3 separate regions of the Sus scrofa genome follow, and regions 1 and 3 are each linked to region 2. Evidence: chromatin contacts called from public Hi-C and HiChIP or PLAC-seq data. All regions are on one chromosome and are shown on one strand. The core of a region is the stretch at or near the end of the contact, and the rest is flanking DNA. Distances in the headings are between cores, read along the strand shown.

The links. A called contact is a pair of places that touch in the nucleus more often than the background predicts. HiChIP or PLAC-seq counts read pairs in DNA pulled down with a chosen protein or histone mark.
Region 1: a contact with region 2 is called in an H3K27ac HiChIP or PLAC-seq map of alveolar macrophages. The contact joins the enhancer-like site here to the promoter of SLC6A4 in region 2. A contact is called at or near these places in 2 of 5 promoter capture datasets (fetal liver and liver), 6 of 47 Hi-C or Micro-C datasets (embryonic fibroblasts, epiblast stem cells, omental adipose tissue and 2 more) and 2 of 2 datasets of contacts at active chromatin or transcription factors (alveolar macrophages and skeletal muscle).
Region 3: a contact with region 2 is called in a Hi-C map of embryonic fibroblasts, with 4 times the contacts expected there. The contact joins the promoter of NSRP1 here to the promoter of SLC6A4 in region 2. A contact is called at or near these places in 2 of 5 promoter capture datasets (fetal liver and liver), 21 of 47 Hi-C or Micro-C datasets (alveolar macrophages, blood, embryonic fibroblasts and 12 more) and 2 of 2 datasets of contacts at active chromatin or transcription factors (alveolar macrophages and skeletal muscle).

What each region holds. Positions count from the first base shown.
Region 1 is chr12:46,225,815-46,229,698 of Sscrofa11.1, reverse strand. All of the region lies in intron 2 of NSRP1 (nuclear speckle splicing regulatory protein 1), which reads right to left. Among named protein-coding and RNA genes, the nearest start is that of MIR423, 16 kb to the right of the region's middle. Within about 2 kb of position 2,473, at least 2 of the 83 cell types and tissues checked have an H3K27ac peak or open chromatin away from gene starts, as enhancers often do. A contact at or near this core is called in alveolar macrophages, where this site is marked.
Region 2 is chr12:46,325,978-46,329,734 of Sscrofa11.1, reverse strand. It overlaps SLC6A4 (sodium-dependent serotonin transporter), which reads left to right and starts at 1,358. Exons shown (of 14, transcript XM_021067521.1): 1 at 1,358-2,030.
Region 3 is chr12:46,209,698-46,213,578 of Sscrofa11.1, reverse strand. It overlaps NSRP1 (nuclear speckle splicing regulatory protein 1), which reads right to left and starts at 2,377. Exons shown (of 7, transcript XM_003131784.6): 1 at 2,277-2,377; 2 at 979-1,072. The coding sequence starts at 2,296. It overlaps MIR423 (microRNA 423), which reads right to left and starts at 2,054; the gene lies at 1,975-2,054.

The DNA of each region.
Region 1 (3,884 bases), core at 1,224-3,723, 100 kb after region 2:
ATATGCTGCGGGTGCAGCCCTAGAAAAGGCAAAAAGACAAACAAAATAAAACACAACACAACCAAAAAAACCCCTTCCACTTAATAGAAACAGAATATGCAAAACTGTGTTTATCTATAAAAAAGAACTTAGGCCCAAAACTCAGAATTATAGCTTTTTATCTATATACAAGTTTAGAGAGATTTTAGCCATATGGATGGGGATCATGAGATACAACAGAGTATCTACAATATCTGGCCCACATCAAAAACTGGTGTCAGTAATACTCTCTTTCAATAACTGCTAAGTAAAAGCCACTCCATAATTTTCTCAATTCCCCTCTTAAAGCAATGAAAACTGTGGAATAAAACTATTCAAAAAAAAAAAAAATCAAAAAAACAACAAACCCCAAACTAGGAATTCCTATTGTGGCTCAGCAGGTTAAGGATCCAACATTGTCTCTGTGAGGATATGGGTTCAATCCCTGGCCTTGCTCAGTGGGTTAAGGATCTGGCATCACTGCAAGCTGCAGTGTAGGTTGTATATGTAGCTTGAATCCTGCATTGCTGTGGCTGTGGCACAGGCTGGCAGCTGTAGCTCTAATAAGACCCCTAGCCTGGGAACTTCCATATGCCACAGGTGTGGCCCTAAAAAGCAATAAATAAAAAATAAAAACAAAACACCATTACAAACAAACTGCCTTTCAGAGGGAGTACATTATAATGTTTAAAAGCTAGACTATGGATCAGACAGATCTTCTGGGTTCAAATTCTTCCTCTATTTACCTAGTACTCTGTGTGTGACATAGGTCAATTTACTTCTTGACAGCTTAGATTCCTTGGCATAAAATCTCTCCTTTTCCTTTGTCTTCTTCCCTTTTAAACATGCACAAATCATCTCCATCCCAGGAAAAAAAACATCAAAAAGGAAATTTCCACCAACTCTCAACATTATTCCTTCTATCATCTCCATCTCCTCCTTTCTCTTCCTTGTCAAACTCTTTGAACTAAGATCATGAATTAAATCAAAGGAGTTAATGATCATATAATAGAACAATAAAAGGAATGGAAAAGAAGCCTGCAGAACTAAGAAAATATACTGAGGATGAAAATACCATTAATGGAGTTCCTGTTGTGGGGCAGTGAATTAAAAATCTGCATGGGCAGGAATCAAGAGCACTGAGGCTCCCAGGTTTGAGAAAATGACGAGCTTTTTGGTCGCAGGAACTGGTCACATATAAGAGTAAATATAGGAGTTCCTGCTGTGGCACAGTGAGTTAAGAATGTGACTGCAGCAGTGGGTTAAAAGCTCCGGCACTGCGTTACTGCAGCTGTGGTGCAGGTCACAGATGTGGATGGGATTCACTCCCTGGCTTCCATATGTGTGGGTGCAGACATTAAACAAACAAACAAGACATCATTAACAACACCAGTAGAGCTAATAATTACCTAGAAATAGCAAGAAGCAAAAAAGACATTTAAAATAATCATGATTGATACAGAAAAAAAAAGACAGAGTAATTCTCTCAAATATCTAATGCTTTCATTTTACCAGACTCTACATTTTCTTGATCCTTGTTATCTTCTAAATTAACCTGTAATATACAATCTGTTAGGTAAACTATTTATCACCTTTTTCCTCCTGCTACAATGTAAGCTCCAGAAGGGCAATAGCTTTGTTTTATTTCACTTGCTGAGCAGGGAATCACTAAATATTTGTTGAATGAACTAATGAATGCACGACGATATGGAAGACGAAGGTGATTCTCCAAAAAGATAAAAGGTAAAAAACAAATGGATCAGAAAAAGTATTGATATGATGACAGTAAATTTCTATGAAATGAAAGAATAGTTATATATTTAGGGAAAAAGCAATAATGTATTCCCGGGGGGAAAAAAAAAAACTCAAAATGATTTGCACCAGGAGGTCCCTGGTGGCTCAGTGGATTAAGGATCCAGCATTGTCACTACTATGGCTCAAGTCACTGCTGTGATGCAGGTTCAATCCCTGGCCTTGGAACTTCCATTTGTCGCAGGTGCAGCAAAATAAATAAATAAATAAATAAAATTGCACCAAAACACACTGAACTTAAACGATATAAGGAAAATACTCAGAGTTCCCATCGTGGCTCAGTGGTAACGAACCCAACTAGGACCCATGAGGATGTGGGTTCGATCCCTGACCCCATCCAGAGGGTTAAGGATCTGGCACTGCTGTGAGCTGTGATGTAGGTGGCAGATGCAGCTGGGATCCCGTGTTGCTGTGGCTGTGGCAGAGGCCGGCAACTGTAGCTCCAATTCGACCTCTAGCCTGGGAATTCGACCTCCATATGCCGTGGGTATGGCAATAAAAACCAAAAAGAAAGAAAGAAAGAAAATACTCATCATCTGTCCAAGCCAATAAAAAAAGTCAGTCATTGAAAGTTGGGATAAAATAACTATAGTATTGTATTTCCTTATTATAACATTCAGTCCAGGGAAAATGACTAATGTCTACGTGGTTTTGAAATAAATTGTTATTGCAGAACTACTGTATCCATTCATTTACATGACCTAAGGCAATTTTTTTTTTTTGTCTTTTTGCCATTTCTTGGGTGACAAAAGAACAGACAATCAATCATTCCTTAACAGTTAAGAATTTAGGAAATAATACTCCTATGACCACATGTTGAAAAACTACTCAACAATGAAATTAAGCTGAAGACCTCAGAAATGGAAAGCACTGACTGGTAAAAGGACTAGTAGTGTGCACTGAAACAAATTAAGTAAAAAACCAAGGAACACAAAACACAGAATACAAAAATGTTTTTTCACTCAAAAAATTTAAGTTCACACTGATGCTAAAATAATTAAAATTTAATACTCATTTATGATAAAAATTCCTAGTAATCTAGAAATAGTAGCTAAAACTTAAACATATTTAATTTAGAAATTTTAGAAGCATTTTTCATTAAAGTCAGCTACATAAAAGTTTGTTACTATCATTGCTTCTACTTATCTCTACATTGTAGTTTCTAAGCAATATAATAAGACACACTCATAATCATACAAAGAAATAAATGTGAGGTAAAAGAACTGCAAAGATAAAATTACCCTTATTTATAGACAATATGATTGTCTACAAAGGAAATCCAAATGGATCATCAAGTATACTATTAGAACTACACAGGTGCTAGAATTAAATCAGTAATAACAAAAACAGAAGCTTTTATACATACTAGTAATAATAATTTAGGAAAAAATTCCCTTTACAACAGCAACAAGGACAGTAAGATACCTCGGAATAAATCTAACAAAAAATGGGCATGATTTTTACGGATGAAATGGTAAAACCGTACTGATATTAAAAAAAAACCTGAATAAAGAAACATGCCATCTTTATAAAATGAGTAAAATATTAAAATATCAATACTCTTCTAATCTATAAACTCAATGCAATTCTAATCAAAATCCCTATAGCTTTTTCATTATGAAACTGACGGTAACAATAAAATTCATTTACATGACCTAAGGCAATTTTTTTTTTTTGTCTTTTTGCCATTTCTTGGGCTGCTCTTGCGGCATATGGAGATTCCCAGGCTAGGGGTCCAATCAGAGCTGTAGCCACCGGCCTACGCCAGAGCCACAGCAACGCGGGATCCAAGCCGCGTCTGCAACCTACACCACAGCTCATGGCAATGCCGGATCGTTAACCCATTGAGCAAGGGCAGGGACCGAACCTGCAACCTCATGGTTCCTAGTCGGATTCGTTAACCACTGCACCACGACAGGAACTCCCAAGGCAATTTTTGAAAATAAGATAGGATACTATGGTGGAGAACAGGCTGAAGAGAATAGCAGACAATATATGATGCTGTAGGTCAAAAATAAAGATTTTGCTCTTCATCTAAGAGCAATGGGACATCA
Region 2 (3,757 bases), core at 109-2,608:
GGGGTGGTTCAAGGTGGGAGAGAGAGGGTGGGTGAGAAGTCTCCCTGGGGAGGAGAGGGCACCGATGCTCCTGGACACATCAGCTCCTTCTCTCCCCACAGCTGGGCAGTGCCCACCATTATTATGATCCCTGTGAAGGGAGCCAGAGGTCCCTGGGAGGCTTACTTGCTAGGGCAGCACAGCACCAAAGAAAGCAGTCCTGAGAGGGGCCGAGTGGCTGGGCAGGAATGGGTAGTAGGATCTAGAAAGAAGGCCAGGAGGGGTGAACGGTTAGTGAGACTGTGGTGTTAAAAAGTCGTGGTGAGCCAACGTGCAGGGCGGACTGAGTGGAGACAAGAGCCTTAGCCAAGGGCTGGAGTCACGCGCTGCCTGCTGCCTCCCGCCGCCTCCTCAGAACCTCACCTTAAGTGCCCCTTGTTCACACAGCGCTTGCACATTGGGTTCATCTGAAGGGAGGCGCTGCCCAGTGTGGGCCCCGCCACCCCGGGATCTGGCCACAGGATGAAATTCCCAAGTTTGCCCAGGAATCACCAGCCAGCTCACCAGAGCCCTCTCTGAAGCCCTCCCCGCGTTCCTTGCAATGCCCACCCTGGCGTCTAGGTGGCACCTAAACCTCACTCTGATTACTCCCGAGTTGGGGCGCCGCCCACGCCAGAGGGGAGTGGGGCGGCGGGGTGGACAGAGTTGTTCCAACTCAGTCCCTCTGGACACCGCCGGCTTCACTCAGCTGGGTACCAGCTCAGATTTCTGGGTTACATTCAATCCAAGTTACGCGGGCGGGCGCTTCAAACTTGTCCCTGTTTCCCTTCTGCCTCCTGCGTGGCTGAGACTCCGGCCTTCTCCGGGGAGAAGTGGGTGTGTCAGCGCGCTCGGCTCAGCCTCAGGGACATCCCAGAGCACGTACTGCATCTGTTCTTTTCAAGTGTAAAAAATAATTTTACTGAAAATATGATAATATGAAGTTCATCTTTAAACATGTGTTTTTTTTTTTTTTTTTTAATTATCAAAGCAGTATCTTCATCTGGTCCAACACAATAGACTCCTGTTGAACCTCTTCAGATAATGAAGATACTCGAAGAACTTCATCCACCAGCCGGACGCCCCGGGGACGTAGTTTTCCAAATCACCCTCCACCACCTTCCCCCCCCCCCCCGTACCCTCTGTTCTGATACCGGTTAGAACTTGTGTCTGATTCACAAAATGGAAAAGAATTCTTCATTCATTCATTCTCTCTGCAAGTATGGACTGTGAGCCTCTAGGTTGGGCGCTATTGGAGGCAGCTGGGATGGTGAGGCATTAGAGAAGATTCCTTCTGGCTGAGCTTACGTCCCAGCGGTAGAGCCGGACGAAAGCCAGGGGCTAAGTCCTAGCAAGAAAAATAGGGCAGGATTCGGGATGCGGGTGATGGGAGGTGTCAGTGGCCAAGGGAGATCACTCTGAGAAAGCGATACTGAGTCGCTTATAAACCTAAGTAAAATCTGGGGAGCCACTGCTGGGGAGAAACTACACCTGTGGGTGGTGGAGCAGCCCCTCCCCCGCGAGGTTAACGAGCGCGGAGGTTAGGATTCTCCGCGGCGCTCGGCCGGCTGCCCGCCCCTCGCCGCCCCTCACCGCCCCCGGCTCGCTCGCTCTCTCAGCGCTGTCCCTCCCGGGGAGCGAGGGCGCGCGTGCGTGCGTGCGTGTGTGTGTGTGTGTGTGTGTGTGTGTGTGTGTGTGGAGGGGGGTGTCCATCACCTCCCCGGGCCCCCCCTCCCACCTCGGCTGAGCGCGCCCACCCCCTCCCCAGGAGGAACGCCGAGCAGCGGCCGCCTGCGGAGAAACGTAAAGTTTCTGTGGCTCAAAGTGACGCAAAAATTCTTCAAGAGCTCTTTGGCGGCGGATATCTAGAGATCAGACCATGTGAGGGGCCGAGAGTACAAATACGGCCGCGCGGGCGCCGGCGCCGGCACAGGCAGCGGCGCCCGGTGCCTCGAGGGCGCGAGGGTCGCCCGCGTCGGAAGCCCGGAACCAGCCTCGCGGACTCCCGGCAGGTGGGTCCGCCTTCCTTCTGGCTTCTAATGCCTTCTTCTCTCCAGAACTTCTTCCCGCGCGGCCCTCCGGGCACTGGCGGGGGGACCTGGGCGGTGGGCGCCGTGCTCTGGCAGGGCGGGCGCGCAGGGAGTCGGCAGCGGGGACCGCGGGCTGGCGGGCGGCTCCGAGGGCTCCCTCGGCCCCGGCGGCCGGCCTTCGGGGGGTCCAGCCCGGGAAAGCCCTTCAAGACGGTCTCGGGCGAAGTGCCGTCCTGCGCTGGGGGGAAAGTTGCTTTACTTTCAAGCCGTAGCTTTTGTTTGCTCTTTTCTGACCGCCATCGCGTGCCGGGGACTCTGTGCAGGCGTCCCTGCGGGGAGCGTCTTGGCCGACGAGAAGCCCAAATGCCTAGAGAAATCTCGGGATGACACTTAAGTGGGACGAGTCTCCGTGCGCTTGGGTGGTTTTCACTGGTAGAACCGATGCACGCTCAGTCGGTCATCCTACAGGCCATTCACAATTTATGTGAAACTCAAACTCCAGCGAGCTGTTTTACATGGTTGAAGCGTGAGACCATCAGTTGTTTGAAAAATGTGTACATTCATATTGGCTTTTGAAAGGGCTGTCTGGAGCTACAGAGCACTAAGAAGCACATTTCTATTCGCCCTGGGTCTTCTGCATAATGAATTTCTATTTCAGTTGGGGTTTGGGGCTCTTAAGAATTTCAGAGGGGTGGAATTTCAGAGTCAGACATTACAAAGGTTTGAGTGTATGTATTTTTATGATCAATTTTGTCCAGAAAAATGAACCAGGTCAATGGATTATTTATGAGCCTGCTAGCTCTCATCATAGTAAGACGGGATCAAATATTTAATGTGTTTTGCCTTCAGTTGCATAGGAAAAATGTCTAGGAAAGCAACTTTGGGACCTGTGTTTAGTGAAACGGAGGGGCACCATGGGCTCTTGGGGTTTTGGATTTGGGGAGTGGAGGGAAAGCTTCGACTCTAGGTCTATAATCTGCTTTTGTGTGAAGCCACTGGTGCTCAAAGTTCAAGTTTTCCTACCACAGACTCAGGTTGGGGCGGCTGCTTCCAGCATGGATGATGAGAGGGGGATTCTTATGGGGTTTGTGCAAGCTGTTTGGGGCATGGGTTTTCCTTTTTGTGACTGAACCTGAATAACAGCAGATTGAAACTGCTTCACAATTAATCAAACGTCCCCTCAACACACAGGTGATCCACCTAGGACATTTCAGAGATGTGACGCCAGCACAGATATTTAAACCCATTTCTTTCAGTCTCCTTGCTTAAAAATATTTATGGTAGGGGCGGGAAGTGGGGATGGAATAACGTTCAAGTTTTAATGGAACTGGCAAAAGCTCAGAAATTCCTTTTTGGGGATTTTTTTAGAGTTGTTTGAGCATTTTGATGAAACTCGGAGAGGCATGTCAATGAGTTTCACAGAGTGGGGACTTGATCATGGAATGGGGGTGCTTGGCTGGAGAGTGTTGTGTCTTACAGGGGGCTTGCAAAAACATCCTGGGTGTCTGCTTCCAAAGAGAAAGACAGACAGTTCCAGAAATGAAGCCAGTAAACACAGTTCCTTCTCCTTCATACTCCTCGAATGGTATAATTTGGGAGAACAAAGGCGGGGCTGCCTGAAGAAGTTTAATTTTAATTTGGCTTAATGAATCAACAGGATATGGTCATGACTTGACTTTTTAAATACAGATGCCTGGATGGCCAAAGGG
Region 3 (3,881 bases), core at 1,128-3,627, 120 kb after region 2:
AAGAGACATTTCTCTAAAGATGATGCATCACTGGCCATCACTGCAAATCAAAACCACAATGAGAAAGTTGTCTTGGGCAGAATGTAAACTATTTGCAAGGGGGTGCGTAAGAACTGTCAAGGGAGTGGGAAATGTTCTACATCTTGACTGGGACATATATATTTCTCCAGTCATCAAACTACACTTAAAATCCATGGTTTCATTATACATAAATTATACCTCAACTTTTACGAAGGTAAGCCATCTGGAGTCTATTTCTTCGTCAGAATGAAAAAAGCAAAGGATCAAAGATGTTCAATTACCAAACTATGGTATTATATAATTAGTAAAAACTGGAAGAGAACCTATTTTTTGTCAGAGCAAAGGAAGTACCATATTAATTGATAGAAAGCTCTTTCAGAAATACAGAAAATGACTAAAGTATTAAAAAAGCACACATTTGGGGGCTTTATAAATTGCTTAATTGTGGGCTTCATAGGAAAACACTGTTTTGGCTACTGAAAAATAAAATGTTCATTATTAGCTGTTCTTATAGTGCTAGCCATGCTAACTTCATAAACTATCATAATTCCAACTGAGGAATTACATTTAGTAGACACTGCATAACCACAAAAGTAGTCTCAAAAGAAACCTCTCTGCTAATAAAAATTCTAGGAAATTGGCAACATCTTAATAGCTCATTTCCAGGGATCTTTACACCAACAATTTTGTTATATCAACATTAGTTATCTGAAAGTACTTTGTATAACTGCTTATAAATAAATTCTTAGCTTCAGAAAAGAAAATCTCTTAATTATTCATGTATCAAAAAAAACAGTGCTTTCTTCTTTAAATATTATTTTTGATAATTGTGTAAATAATATTCTAGATATACTGTATTGACAACTAAAGCAAGCAAAGACATCAAATTCACAAGTTCAATTTTTTAAAAAAATATATATTTCCAACAATGCGGTAGAAAAACATAGGTTCCCTTACCTCATCATCATCATCAGAATCATTCCCAAACACTGAAGGTTTTTGCAAAACAGGGTGCAACTGCTGTGCTTTCTTTGGCAAAATAAGCCCATACCTGCATATATTTTTTTTAAAATAGAAATTACACCATTATGTTTAAACTTTAAAAAATAATACATCCACTATCTCTTTCAGATGTAACTACCAAGTCAAAACATGTTATATAGTCTAGGAACATATAACACTGGTTCTCATTTTCAACCATCTCAGAGTTCTAATATGCGCTAAGATTTTATAATTATTACTCTAAATGATTACTTGTGGTCACCGGCCAAAATCAAAATACCATTTTAACCAAAGAAGTGAATGAAGAGTTCAGAAATGTTTTATATGGTGAAATGATAGTAAGATTTTAAAAAGAACATGTTAGTGGAAAGCTCAGCTGATGTCCACTACAAAGAAAAACACTCTAAAGTATCCTCGTGGTCTAACAAGAGTAAAGAAAAAAAATTATTTTCTCCCCTACTGAGTGCTCACACAATTTTAAAGAAGTTATTGGATAAAGGTTAATGTCACCCATGGAAAAACTTTTGAAGGTTACATTAACTGAGAAACCCAAACAGCCATGGGCAAATTCCCATTACCCTTTATTAAGCCCACTTGCTTTGTCTTGGAGCACCTGAAAGTACCATCCCATCAGATACAACTCATTTAGTTTCTCACGTTGGCCTTTAAGATACAGAAACCACGGGAAGCCGTATCCAAATTGAGGATTGTACATCAAAAGTAAAACTTGCAAGAAGATATAACATTTCTCTTTTGCGGCAATATATGCCCCAATTTCCTATATGCCTACCCTTTTCTGTGGCTTCTCAGCACAACATTCCTAAACCGAGAAGGGAGGGCGGGAATCAGAACTTGAGTTGCCAAGGAGAACAAGGCCCTATAAGAAAGCCAGGAATTGTCTCTTCTCATTACCCCTGAAAGCATCCAACCGGGGAGAAACTCAAGCGCGGGGTAGGAAGCAAGACTGAGGGGCCTCAGACCGAGCTTTTGGAAAATAGAAAAGTCTCGCTCTCTGCCCCTCAGCCTAACTTTCTTTATTTCCTCACAAGTTTCTCCCTCAAACTTCGGGCTTCCATCCTGGAAAATGTGGGGGGGGATGGGAATATATGTTCCTCAGAATTTCTCGCTTTTCCCCGTCTCTATCCCTGACGACACAGCCCCTTCACTTCCAGCGCATTTTTACTCCTCGGCCAAAGTCACAGTCGCCGTGGTGTCTCACTTCCCAGCCTAACCCTAACTCCCGGATCACTCACTGCCTGCCCGGAATCGCCATCTTGCTCCCGTCTCCGCTGAACGTGGCCGACGCCGACGTGACGCTGACGCAGGTAAGAGCGTCGTTACGTGAACTCTCGCGCGGCCTTAGGCGGCCTGGAACCCGCCTACCCGCTGGGTTCGTATTTTCAATTGCTTGGTGCAGCTGGGTGCCAGGTTGTTCGGGCTTGGCTTTCGGCATTGTTTGAAAACCGAGGGACTGCCTCCACACCGGTGGGAAGAAAGGAATGACAAAATTCTAGGCCAGTGATTCCCAGAGTGTGGTCCTGGGGCCAGCAGCATTGGCACCATCCAGGAATTTGTTAGAAATGCAAAATTTCCCACCCTATTTCACACCTACCAAATCAGAAACTCTGGGATGGGGCCCAGCAATCTGAATTTTAAGGAGCCCTCGAGCTAATTCTGACACTCTGGTTTGAAAACCACTGCCCTAGGCTATGGATTTTTTTTTTCCCCTGAGATATTCCGTTTGCGTATATCTGGCTCAGGATAATTTGCAGAAGATCAAAATCCTTATGCTAAGTATCTCATATTCGGACAGAAATGATTAATAACAATACCATGGTACTACTGGGTGGGTATAGGATTAAAGTCTTCTATGATACTTTTAAAAAAATTCTAGGCACGCGTTTCACCTGTGCACCTACTCACTTTTGGCCCATTCCAAACTAGTCATACAGCAAGTGAAAAAGATCTCTTGAATTACCAACAGGAATTACCTGACAGAAGATGTTAAAATCTCCAACTATAATTGTGGATTTGTCTGTTTCTCCTTTTACTTCTGTCAGGTCTTGTTTCGTGTATTTTGAAGTTCTGTTATTAGATGTATAAATATTTAGGCTTGTTATATCCTCTTATATTGACCCCATACTATTAAAAAATGATTCTCTTTATTCTTTTATTTTTATTTATCTTACCTGATATTAATATAACCACTGATTGTTAGCATAGTATATCTTTTCCTATCCTTTTTTATTTTTTTTAATTTTATGGCTGCATCCATGCATATGTAAGTTTGCCTGGCCAGGGATTGAATCCGAGCTGCAGCTGCTACAATGCAATGAAAGTTAAGAGATAAATCCTAAATTCTCATCGTGAGGAAAATTTTTTTTCTTTTGTATCTATATGAAATAATGGATGTTCACTAAATTTATTGTAATAATTTCATGATATATATGTCAATTTATTATGCTCTACACCATAAACTTATACAGCACCGTATGTTAATTATGTCTCAATAAAACTGAAAGAAAAAAAGATCAAATTAAAAAGAATCCATAAGCACACATTCAGTTAGCTGTCAGAGTGATGACATCATCACACATCATGAAGCCTCTGAAAAGCTTTATTGTACTCTGGTGTGAGGATAAGAGTGAAAAAAGCAAATAATGTCCTAGTATTGTTAGAAAGATAGTTTTGACCTGGAAAATCCCAAAAGGGTTTAAAGGACCTACACATTTTAAGATCCACTCTTCTGAATGAATTAATGCTGGGATGTATTACATAGTTTTGCATATAGGAATGTGCTGGATATTTTCTCCCCAAAGTGATTAGGGCAGGACCAGATACAAGCCAAATATGAAATC